Linked DNA regions of Oryctolagus cuniculus: region 1 is linked to region 2. Evidence: chromatin contacts called from public Hi-C data. All regions are on one chromosome and are shown on one strand. Each heading gives the region's core, a stretch centred on a gene start, on an enhancer-like site or on the middle of the called end of the contact. The rest is flanking DNA. Distances are from core to core; before and after follow the strand shown.

Region 1 (5,649 bases), core at 2,840-5,339, 33 kb before region 2:
GGGGTTAATGCTGTAGCCTGAAGTGCTGGCATCCCATATAGGATGCCAGTTCGAGACCTGGCTACTGCACTTCTGATCCAGCTCTCTGCTATGGCTGGGGAAAGCAGCAGAAGATGGCTTAGGTTCTTGGGCCTCTGCACCTGCATAGGAGATCCTGAAGAAGCTCCTGGCTCCTGGCTTTGGATCAGCACAGCTCCAGCCATTGTGGCCATTTGGGCCTCTCTTTCTCTCTCTGTGTAACTCTGCCTTTCAAATAAAATAAATAATTTTTTTTTAAAAAGCTGAACTTTAAGTGGTTCAATAAATGGTAACAATGCTGTTCCAAAAGAATCTAAAAACCAGTAGAAAAATCAGAACGCTATGATTAGCTCTTCATCTCTGCATATATTAAAAAAGGCTAGCAATGGGAACAGACACAGGTGATGTAGAGCAGATAATTAGTGAAATCCAGATCTGGTGATGAGTCAATTATTAAACAAATCCTTCAGGATTCTACAGAAAGAGCACATTGACAGGAGCTAAGCTCTCCTTCAGAAATGCGCGGCCACGGCTTTGAACATTGTCACAGCAGCCTCTGGAGAGGTACTGAGATGGAGAAAACTACTTGTACACATGGAATTGAAAGATAAGCTCATTTTGGTGCCAAAAAATATACAAATCCATGTAAAATTTTTTTCATGATACACATTTTCCATGAACTCTTTGAAGACTCTGTATGCATTCCATTTTTCCACAGACATTTTGAAGGACCCCTTTTTTAATTAAAAAAATAATAAATATTTAATAAGAATCAAAGACCCAGGAAAAATATTTTAAAGTAAAATACTTAAATTTTACTTCTAAGCTGAAGTTGCTAATACTATACTATTATTGTTAGAACTGTTTTTTATACTATAACAATATAATCAATATGTTTTTTCTTGAGGAGCATTATACCATAAACAGTTTTCAGAACGTCTGTCTGTTTTCATTTATTTTGAAAATGTAGGAGTGGGCAATGGCGCAATGGTTAAGCTGCTGCTTGTGATATCTGCAACCTGTGAGAGTGTCTGGGTTCAAGTCCCAGCTTTTCTTTTGGTTCCAGCTTCCTGCTAATGCACACTCCAGGAGGCAGCAGGTGGTGGCTCAAATACTTGGGTCCCTGCCACCCACATGGGAGACCTGAATTGAGTTATAGACTCTTTGACTTTGGCCTGAGCCAGCCCTGGCTGCTGTGGGCTGTCGGCATTTGGGAAATAAACCAACAGATTTCTCTTTGTCAACTAAAATGAAAATATAAATACTACATCACATTACTAAATATACCTCAAGTACTTTGGGATAATCTTGCAAGTAAAATTATGTCACCTGCACCATGAAGTATAATTTTGTGGCTAATGAACCAAGTAAGGTGAAGAAATACTAAGGAGCTGATAAGAACTTCTTATTTGATAGGCTAGGACCAGATAGCTAATAATATTTCTGTTGATTTTCCAATATGTAAAAAGTTCAGTCAATCTCAGAATTACAGATTATTTTTCCAAAAGTCATGGAAAAATAGTTTGTGTTGAAAATTATTGTTATCATTCTAAGATATTTTTAAGATTGTAATGGATTTAGATCCTGCAAAATTCTTGTAAATATGATCTAACTAGGACATCGGGTGATAGTTAGGAAATTTTATAAAAAGGCTGAAGGGAAACCAATCATCTTTATCCTTTGAGAATAAAATTAAAGGGTAATCTACATGGAATAAGGAAATGATTTTCTAACATACACAAATATCACATTTTCTCTGAAATTACAACTACTCTATTGGGAAAAATTAACAACATTCAAAGAAAAAACAGTTGCAGACACACCCCAATGAATTGGATAAATAAGGCTTTTATAAAGCATTAATTCCTACATCAAGTAAGCAAAACTTACAGTTTGGCTGTGATGAGAAGAATTAAGACAACAAATGACGACTTCTTCAGTCTCCTTATTTTTCCTACCATGGTAAGACCAAGATAAAATAGGGCTGATCCCGAGAAAGAATTTCCAAGTCCATCAAGAAAATTTTCCATATATACAGGAATCTTTTTATCAAGAATAAAATTGAAGGCAATGCCAATGAAGACCATAAATACTATTGGGTTCTGTAACACACGCAGAAATCCAAGTCCCACAATTTTCACTTTGTTTTGTGAAGTACTTTGAGTGTCTTTTGACTTCTGGATTTCACAGAAGATAAACCCTACAGGGTTTAACATCATAAGAGATATTGGGGCCACCAAATAAATGTACTGAAGATATTCTGGGTATGTAGTTTGATATAAAGCTTCAACTGCAAAACAAGAATACTGATTTTAAAATGATTGCCATAGAAATATATGAATATATTATGTATACAACATTTTCTGTGCCTAATAATAGCATGCTGTAAACCAATCTACATTGGGCCAAATGATCTCATTAGCCTATTTTTGGAAACATAAATTTTAGTAATAAAGCTAAAAAGGAAGAAAACCTTACTGTATCATCTAGTTCATAAAATGATAACCAACATTTTTTTTTTTTTTTTTTGACAGGCAGAGTGGACAGTGAGACAGGTCTTCCTTTGCCGTTGGTTCACCCTCCAATGGCCGCTGCGCTGCGGCAGACACATCGTGCTGATCCGAAGCCAGGTGCTTCTCCTGGTCTCCCATGTGGGTGCAGGGCCCAAGGACCTGGGCCATCCTCCACTGCACTCCCGGGCCATAGCAGAGAGCTAGCCTGGAAGGGGGGCAACCGGGACAGAATCTGGCGCCCCGACCGGGACTAGAACCCAGGGTGCCGGCGCCGCAAGGCGGAGGATTAGCCTAGTGAGCCACGGCGCTGGCTGATAACCAACATTTGATGTGGGCATTTGACAATAGTTAAGAAGATACTTGGGACACCTGCATCTCCTATCAGAGTACTTAGTGCAAGAAATGCCTGTGCTCCTGATTCCAGCTACCAGTATTCCTGCTAGCGTAAACCTTAGGAGGCAGCAGATGATGGCTCAAGTTCTTGGGTTCTTGACACTCGCAATGGGAGACCAGGACTGAGTTCCAGGCTCCTGGCTTGGTCAGGCCCAGCCCTAGCTATTGTAGGTATTTGGGGAGCCATGGGAAATATCTCTCCATCTTTCTCTCTCTCTCCTCCTCCCTAATAAATTTTAATTATAGCATACTGTAAACCAAAATTTTAAATGATAACCAACTTTAAAAATTCAGCAAGACCTAGCTAATTTTTACCATCTAAGGGCTAAGATTAGCTTCCAAAAAATGCAGAATTTTAGAAAGAAATAATTCAATGCAAAAATCTAGTAGCAAACAAAATATTTAAGCAGCAATAGCAATAAGGCAATTGTTTGTACCTGTGAAGAGAGCAGTTTCACTGGCTTGATAAGCAGATGTCAGATTACAGAGGATTGCAGAGAGAGAGTAGGAGACAAAGGACTAAAACATGACCACTGAAGTGATGGAGCCCACACTGTACAGGAAGAGAAGTGAAGGTGGGAGATGGCTGACAGAAAGAAGGGCCAAAGACTGCAGGGCCCTAGAAAGTCCAAGAATTCAGTGCAGTTGGAAGTTTAGTGGAGCAGGACAGATAATGAGCTATTAAGTGTAAGATTTCCCGGCTGACTATGGCCATTGGAGTTGGTGAAATGGAGTAGATACCACCGGAAATGAGGAGATCCAGGAACCAGGAGGGCAGAGAATTTAATGAGAAGTTCACAAGGGTGCTAAAGTGAGACAAGATAGTGGTAAAACTTGGGATAAGGATGACAACAGCGAATTGAGTATTAACATCTTCAATCAATGAGGGGAAATGACCGGAACGAGGTTAGAAGATGATGGCAACGAGGATGAGCAGTTGAGCCAGACGGCATACACTTCAAAGCAGTTGTTCCCAGAGCTGAGCACGATGGCCTAGCAGCAGTGCAGGTAACTGAGCAGGAGGAGCAGGAGGAGCAGAAGGTTTGTGGGCTGCGGGGAGAGGAACAGCTGCCATGTGAGTGCTGGCAGGGAAGCCCAGTGAGGGTTCTGAACTAGGGAGAGAAAGCTGGCTCCAAGAAATGTTCGGGAGGGGAATACAGGGAGTCACAACAGTGCTGATTCAATAAGAAGTGCAAATTCGACTCTCCCCTCTTGGGAAAACACAGGCTTCTTTTTTTTCCATATAGCATGTTCTCAAGTGCAAGCTAATCGCTTCACCTGTTGTTCACTGACAAGCACGGCTGGAGAAAAAGAGAACTGGCTGTGTTAGATGTACAAGAATGGTGCGCTAGAAAGGATGCATGAGTATTTCATGGGAGATTTAAGGGATTTTTCCAGAGCTTGAGTCTATAAGATAACTTCAGGACTTGATCACTGTGCAACATGTAGGAGAGGAGAGGGGGTTGCATCAGACTTCTAGCGGTTGCCTGGTAGAGATGAGTGTTAGTGGCCTGGCCAAGGCGACTGAGAGCCTTGGAGCAAACAACCCAGTCTCTAGGCACATTTTTGGCAATGGATCCCCAAATTATCCAACCTGCTACCTATAAAGGCTGATTCATAACTGACTTGAAGTTGAGATAAAAGATAAAAAATGAATAGCCACAATTACAAGGAGAGATGCAATTGTGTGAAAAAGTGTAAAAGATTAAACTTCTCAACTTACATTTAGAAAGAGTGACATGGGGAGGAAAATATATTTGTTTACTTACTCAGGATACATAAGTTCAGTTACCACCATGCACATGACTCATTAATGTTATGCAACTAGATTATACAACCTGCAGAAGTTCACCTTGTTCTCATTAGCTAAAAACCTACTTTTTATAAGATTCAATCCCTCTTTTGTCAGCTAAGCACATACAGAGGTCTATATCTCCAAAATAAAGCCGTGGTTAAAAAAAATATTTAATCACATAAGATTTCATAAATTCTTCTTTCACTGATTTTTAAATAAGGTATGCTAGCACTCTTTCAGTGGGTTTCCTTCATGTGTTGTCAGGTTTCATCTTTTGACTAAAAAAAGCAGGACTTTTGATAACTATTTCTAAATAGCTCTACTTCTGATTAGATGTTCTACCTCAAAAAAGAAAGGTGTCAATACCTGCCCACCACTCAACTTTTTTTTTTTTTTTTTTTTTTTTTTTGACAGGCAGAGTGGACAGTGAGAGAGAGACAGAGAGAAAGGTCTTCCTTTGCCGTTGGTTCACCCTCCAATGGCCGCCGCGGCCGGCGCGCTGCGGCCGGCGCACCGCGCTGATCCGGTGGCAGGAGCCAGGAGCCAGGTGCTTTTCCTGGTCTCCCATGGGGTGCAGGGCCCAAGCACCTGGGCCATCCTCCACTGCACTCCCTGGCCACAGCAGAGGGCTGGCCTGGAAGAGGGGCAACCGGGACAGAATCCGGCGCCCCAACCGGGACTAGAACCTGGTGTGCCAGCGCCGCTAGGCGGAGGATTAGCCTAGTGAGCCGCGGCGCCGGCCCGCACCACTCAACTTTTAATGTAGAGTATATATTCTGGAAGTCTTGTGTTTTCAATCTACGTACAAGAATTTTTCTTAAGTGGCCACAATAAAAAGTGAAGGTGTTTCTTGTGACAAGTCACAGCTATCTTTCTTTGCTCTATTCAAAGCCCCTTATCTGTAATGCCCTTTTCCGGAATAGAAATTTA
Region 2 (5,636 bases), core at 3,111-5,610:
CTAAGAAGTGTTACTGCTGTCAGGATAGATTGAGCCTCTGTTGCAAGGGTGAACCCACAGAGTTGATTCAGTAGCCTTGGCTGGCTAGGTAGATGGTCCTCACTGCTCTGTACTCACCCCTACCCTTCCCAAATCTGCCTTAGTAAAAAGGTCCAGCCCGATGCTCTATCATTTCTGCTACTGCCAAATTCTCTGTGTCCTGAAATAGCCCAGGAATCTGAGGCCCTAGACCATCCAAAATCATTGCTTATGGGTGCTCACGTGTGCCATGCTGTGTACTTGCCAGGGGTAAGCAGTCTACAAGGAAGCAAGGTTTGTACTTGGGAGCCCCCAGGCCATGTCAATCTCATCTGTCACCACATTCCCTGCAGAAGCCTTGGGCTCTGACTCCTTAGACGCCCTGAAGGTTAGCTCCAAAAATTGTAGGACAGCAGTTCTCCTTTGCTTTCTACACAGCCCAAGGTGTGTTCTTACCACAGTCAGTGTTCCTTTTCTGCAGATAAACTTCAACCAGCCCACCCTCCCTCCCCCCGAGCTACTTTCTCTGCAAGCTCTATGAGACAGTTCAGTCACTTAGAGTTTACAGTTCTGTCCTGAGGATACAGACTAGATCACTTAGGAGTGGCACCAGCATACATGGAGGCAGTGTCAGCAGCGTTAGCAGTGTTCTGCATTCCTGTGCCAGTGCTCAGCATGTGCCCATGACCCAAGTGAAGCTTTGTGCAAGGGGGCCTTCTGCCTCCCCAGCAAATTCCCCAGCTCTAATAAAGAGGCATTCATGGAGGCTCCCCAGATGATATCCCTGCTGAGAGAAACTTGGCCTTAGGGTAATCCTTTGTGTCCTCTTCAGAAGCATCAAACTCTATGGTAGGCTTTTTGGGTCTTGCACTGTATTGGGACATATGCTTATTATGCATAATTGCAGTAACTTCCTGTTGTTGATGTAATAACTTACCGCAAATCTAGGGACTCAAAACCACATAATCTTTTTTTTTTTTTTTTGACAGGCAGAGTGGCCAGTGACAGAGAGAGACAGAGAGAAAGGTCTTCCTTTTCTTTTGGTTCACCCCCCAATGGCCTCTGCAGCTGGTGCACCTCTTCAGATCCAGCTCTCTGCTATGGCCTAGGAAAGCAGTGGAAGATTTGCCCAAGTCCTTGGGCCCCTGCACCCACATGGGAGACCCAGGGGAAATTCTGGGCTCCTGGCTTCAGATCAGCCCGGCTCTGGCCACATGGGGAGTAAAGTGGCAGATGGAAGACCTCTCTGTATCTCCCTCTCTCTGTCTATGGCTCCACCTCGCAAACAAATAAATAATTTTCTTTTTTTTTATTTATTTTTCATTTGACAGGTAGAGTTATAGACAGTGAGAGAGAAACAGAGAAAGGTCTTCCTTCCATTGGTTCATTCCCTTAATGGCCGCTATAGCCGGTGCTTCACCGATCCGAAGCCAGGAGCCAGGTGCTTCCTCCCGGTATCCCATGGGGTGCAGGGCCCAAGCACTTGGGCCATCCTCCACTGCCTTCCCGGGCTACAGCAGAGAGCTGGCCTGGAAGAGGGGCAACCGGGACAGAATCTGGCACCCCGACCGGGACTAGAACCCGGTGTGCCCGCACCGCAAGGCGGAGGATTAGCCTATTGAGCCCCGGCACTGGCCATGTCTTCTCAATTAGATTATAAACCCTATTTTTGATCCCTATACTTGTTTCTTTAAGATTGATTCATTTATTTGAAATAGGTAGAGAGGGACAGAGAGAAGTTTTTCATCTGCTGCTTTATCCCCCAGTGGCTGTAATGGCCAGGGCTGGTCCAGGCCAAAGCAAGGAGCCAGGAGCTTCTTCTGGGATCTCCTACACAGGTAGCAAGGTCCCAAGCACTGGGCCACCTTCTGTTGCTTTCCCAGGTGCATTATCAGGGATCTGGGTTGGAAATGGAGCAGCCAGGACACAAACCAGCACCCATATGGGATGACGGTACTGAAGATAGTGGCTTTACCTGTTGTGCCACAACACGGGCCCCAATCTCTATCATTTAACTCAATGCCTTGCATTCAGTAAATTCTCAGGAGGGCTTTGTGTAAGAGTAAGATGTAAGATAAGAGTAAGATGTAAAGTCTTGGAGGGAGGGGACACAGGTTCTGCCTTTGTATGTGTTGGGGATAGGGGAAGGTTCGTGGTAGCAGAAAAAATAATGCAGGTTGCAGTCAGTTGTCAGTTACCACTGGACAAGCTGCTTTGACTGGGCATGACAACTGGTAGAAGAGACTTGGTACAATCTCTGAAGTTAGCAAATTGATGGAGTAATAGGAAAAGCACAAGATTTGGTTGTCAAAGTGCGGAAAGGGGGAGGGAGAGGGGACAGGTCAAAGAGGAGCCAGAAACTCCATCCAGCTCTGCTGCTGGGGTGGCAGGAAGCCAAGTACTTGGGCCACCATCTGCAGCCTCCCAGAAACATTAGGAGAAGCTGTATTAGAAGCATGGAACAGCTTGTTGTAGTATGAATATCTTTGTTGTTGTTGGGGTGGAAGGAGATGAGGTTTGTTTAAGATTTTCATTTATTTATTTGAAAGGCAGAGGTAGAAAGAGGAGGAGAAGGTGACATATATATATATATATATATATATATATAGAGAGAGAGAGAGAGAGAGAGAGAGAAAGAAAGAAAGAAAGAAAGAAAGAAAGAAAGAAAGAAAGAAAGAAAGAAAGAAAGAAAGAAAGAAAGAAAGAAAGAACAGAGAGAGAGATCGCCATTGCTGGTTCACTACCCAGATGGCCACAACAGCCGGGGCTGAGTATGGCTCATTGTAGTTTTTGAGCATTTACCGTGCTTGTGGTTGTCTGAACGTCCTACATCTGTGGTTGGTGTCTGACATTAATTTGGGGGAAATTCTCAGTCACTACTGTTTCAAATATTTCTTCAGTTCCTTTCTCTTTCTTCTCATTTTGCATTCACATTACCCAGCTTTCTGCCTTCTGTAGTTATCCCACAGGTCTTGGGTACTGTGTTGTAAGTCTTTTGTTCTCCATTCCTTGTGCTTTTTGATTTTCGGTTTCAGAGGTTGCTACTGATTCATCCTCAGATTCCGAGATTACTTCCTCAGCCATGTTCAGCCTATCATCATTCCAAAACAGCCTTCATTCCTGTTGCAGTGTGGTTCAGTTTTATCCCTAGCACTGTGTTTTTAGGATTCCCATCTCTCTGCTTGCATTGCCCATTAGTTCTTGCATGCTGGCTACTTTATCCTTGGCATATTAATCATAGTTATTTTAAATCCTCTGACAGTTCCAGCATCCCTGTCATGTCATGGCTTGCTGGTAGTTTGAACTGGTTTTTTGCCTTTTAATGTTTCTCGTGGTAGCCAAATGCAGTGAGTTGGGTGAAAGGAAATTGTAGATAGGCCTTTGGTGACGCAGTGGTAAGGTGGGGGTGGGGGCGTGTTGGCAGGTGGGAAGGGGAAGCACTCTATAATCCTGTGATTAGGTTTGTTTCCGTGAGTCTGTGTCTCTGGTCCGTGAATTTCACTAGTGCTTCTCACTGATTTACTTCCCACTCAGGTGGGACAGGGTAACTGGAGTGGGCTGCAGTTCAGTACTTGCCCCCAGGGTCAGATGGGCTCTACTAAAACCCCAGCAGGTTAGGTGCCGGTTAACTAGTGCAGACAGTGCCCTGGCATATTTAAAAATGGGTCTTTCCCCTTCCCCAGCCAAGGGTTTCAGTTTGTTTTTGTTTGTTTGTTTGTTTTTTGTTTTGTTTTGTTTTGTTTGTTTGGTATTTAAGGTGAGAACCTGGTCAGTCTCTTGGACATAAACCTCACCGAAGTGTGTAGGCCCCCTTAACTGGATCTCCCTGCAGGTTTGTTTTTTTTTTTTTAAATTAATTTATTTATTTGAAAGTCAGAGTTACACGGAGAGAGGAGAGGAAGAGAGAGAGAGGTCTTTCATCCAATGGTTTACTCCCCAGTTGGCAGCAATGGCTGGAGCTGTACCAATCTGAAGCCAGGAGCCAGGAGCTTCTTCCAGGAGCAGCCGGGACTAGAACGGGCACCCATATGGGATGCTGGCGCTTCAGGCCAGGGCGTTAACCTGCTGTGCCACAGCACCAGCCCCCTCCCTGCAGTTTTAAATGCTCAATCTTGTCCGCACCCAGCTGCCAGCAATTCATAATTACATTTCATGTTTTCGTACCCAGATACTCATTCCAGTAGATGCTTCTGGTAAGTGGTTCGAAATTCTGTCTGCTTGCTTCTCAGATTGTGGGGGCAACTGATTACCCTGCGACTCCTCTTCTCTAATGGATCTAAGATTTGTTGGTTGTTTACTTTGTTAGCCTTTCATTTGTTAAGTTAGAGCGGCAACTTCCAAGATTTTTCCATGTGCAACCTTAAACCAGAAGCCTCCAGCTATCTTTCAGATTTCCTCATTTTCATGTTTTACCTGTCATTGCTACATACTTAGAAGCTCAAAGTATGAACTTACAGTGTCAATCCTAATAATTTTTGCCTATTTAAGATTCTGCCATAATTTTAACCTGTTGCTCCCCAGTTTTTCCTTATGGCACAAAATTCAATATTTTCTGTGGGTTCCTTTTTCCATATCTGTTTCTCAAGTAAGTTATTCCTCATCCTTAAATTAAATCAATTTTAAAAATATTCAGAATGTAGGGGGCCGGCGCTGTGGTGTAGTGAGTGAGGCCACTGCCTGCAGTGCCAGAATCCCTCATGGGTGTCAGTTTGGGTCCTGTCTGTTCCACTTTTTATCCAGCTCTCTGCTATGGCCTGGGAGGGCAGAGGAGGATGGCCCAAGTGCTTGGGCCCCTGCACCTGTGTAGGAGACCTGGAAGAAGCTCCTGGCTCCTGGCTTTGGATCAGCTTGGCTCCAGCTGTTGTGGCCATTTGGGGAGTGAACCAGCGGAGGGAGGACCTGTTTCTCTCTCTGTGCTTCTGCCTCTGTAACTCTGCCTTTCAAATAAAATAAATAAATCTTTTTTTAAAAAATTCAGAATGTTGTTGAGAAGAGAACCAAGGGGTGGATGATATCTCTCTGTTGTCTCTGTCTTCTGTCACTGCCTTTCAAATAAATAAAAAATTTTAAGATTTTATTTATTTATTTGAGAGGCAGAGTTACAGACAGAGACAGAGAAAGGTCTTCCAGCTGTTGGTACACTCCCCAGATGGATGCAAAGGCTGCAGCTGGGCCAATCTGAAACCAGGAGTCAGGAGCTTCTTCTGGGTCTCTCACAGGTGTGCAGGGGCCAAAGCACTTGCACCATCTTCCACTGCTTTCCTAGGCCGTAAGCAGAGAGCTGGATCAGAAGCGGAGCAGCTGGACACCCATATGGGTTGCCCATCCACAGGTGGAAGCTTAACCTAATATACCACAGCACTGGCCCCAATAAATAAATTTCTAAAAAATCATATATAAGGCATCTAGGGAAGTTTGAATTACAGAAAAATGAATAACTTATAGTATATCTTAAATATTACATGAGCTGTACTTATATTAAAAAGAAATTTTATTTTAAAAATATCCATAGGCATTTCCCACTAACTTTTTGAAGACCATGTGTATGCATGGATTTCAAACTTTTTTTCATGAAAATAAAATTATCTTCTAATTCCATTTTCCATGAACCTTTTAAA

The links. A called contact is a pair of places that touch in the nucleus more often than the background predicts.
Region 1: a Hi-C map of embryonic fibroblasts shows a contact between it and region 2, with 1.8 times the contacts expected there. The contact joins two enhancer-like sites. A contact is called at or near these places in 5 of 6 Hi-C or Micro-C datasets (ear pinna, embryonic fibroblasts, psoas muscle and 2 more).

What each region holds. Positions count from the first base shown.
Region 1 is chr3:66,694,446-66,700,094 of mOryCun1.1, reverse strand. It overlaps GPR155 (G protein-coupled receptor 155), which reads right to left. Exons shown (of 16, transcript XM_008258765.4): 3 at 1,909-2,308. Among named protein-coding and RNA genes, the nearest start is that of GPR155, 15 kb to the right of the region's middle. Within about 2 kb of position 4,089, at least 1 of the 8 cell types and tissues checked has an H3K27ac peak or open chromatin away from gene starts, as enhancers often do. A contact at or near this core is called in ear pinna, where this site is marked.
Region 2 is chr3:66,661,730-66,667,365 of mOryCun1.1, reverse strand. No RefSeq gene overlaps it. Among named protein-coding and RNA genes, the nearest start is that of GPR155, 18 kb to the left of the region's middle. Within about 2 kb of position 4,360, at least 1 of the 8 cell types and tissues checked has an H3K27ac peak or open chromatin away from gene starts, as enhancers often do. A contact at or near this core is called in ear pinna, where this site is marked.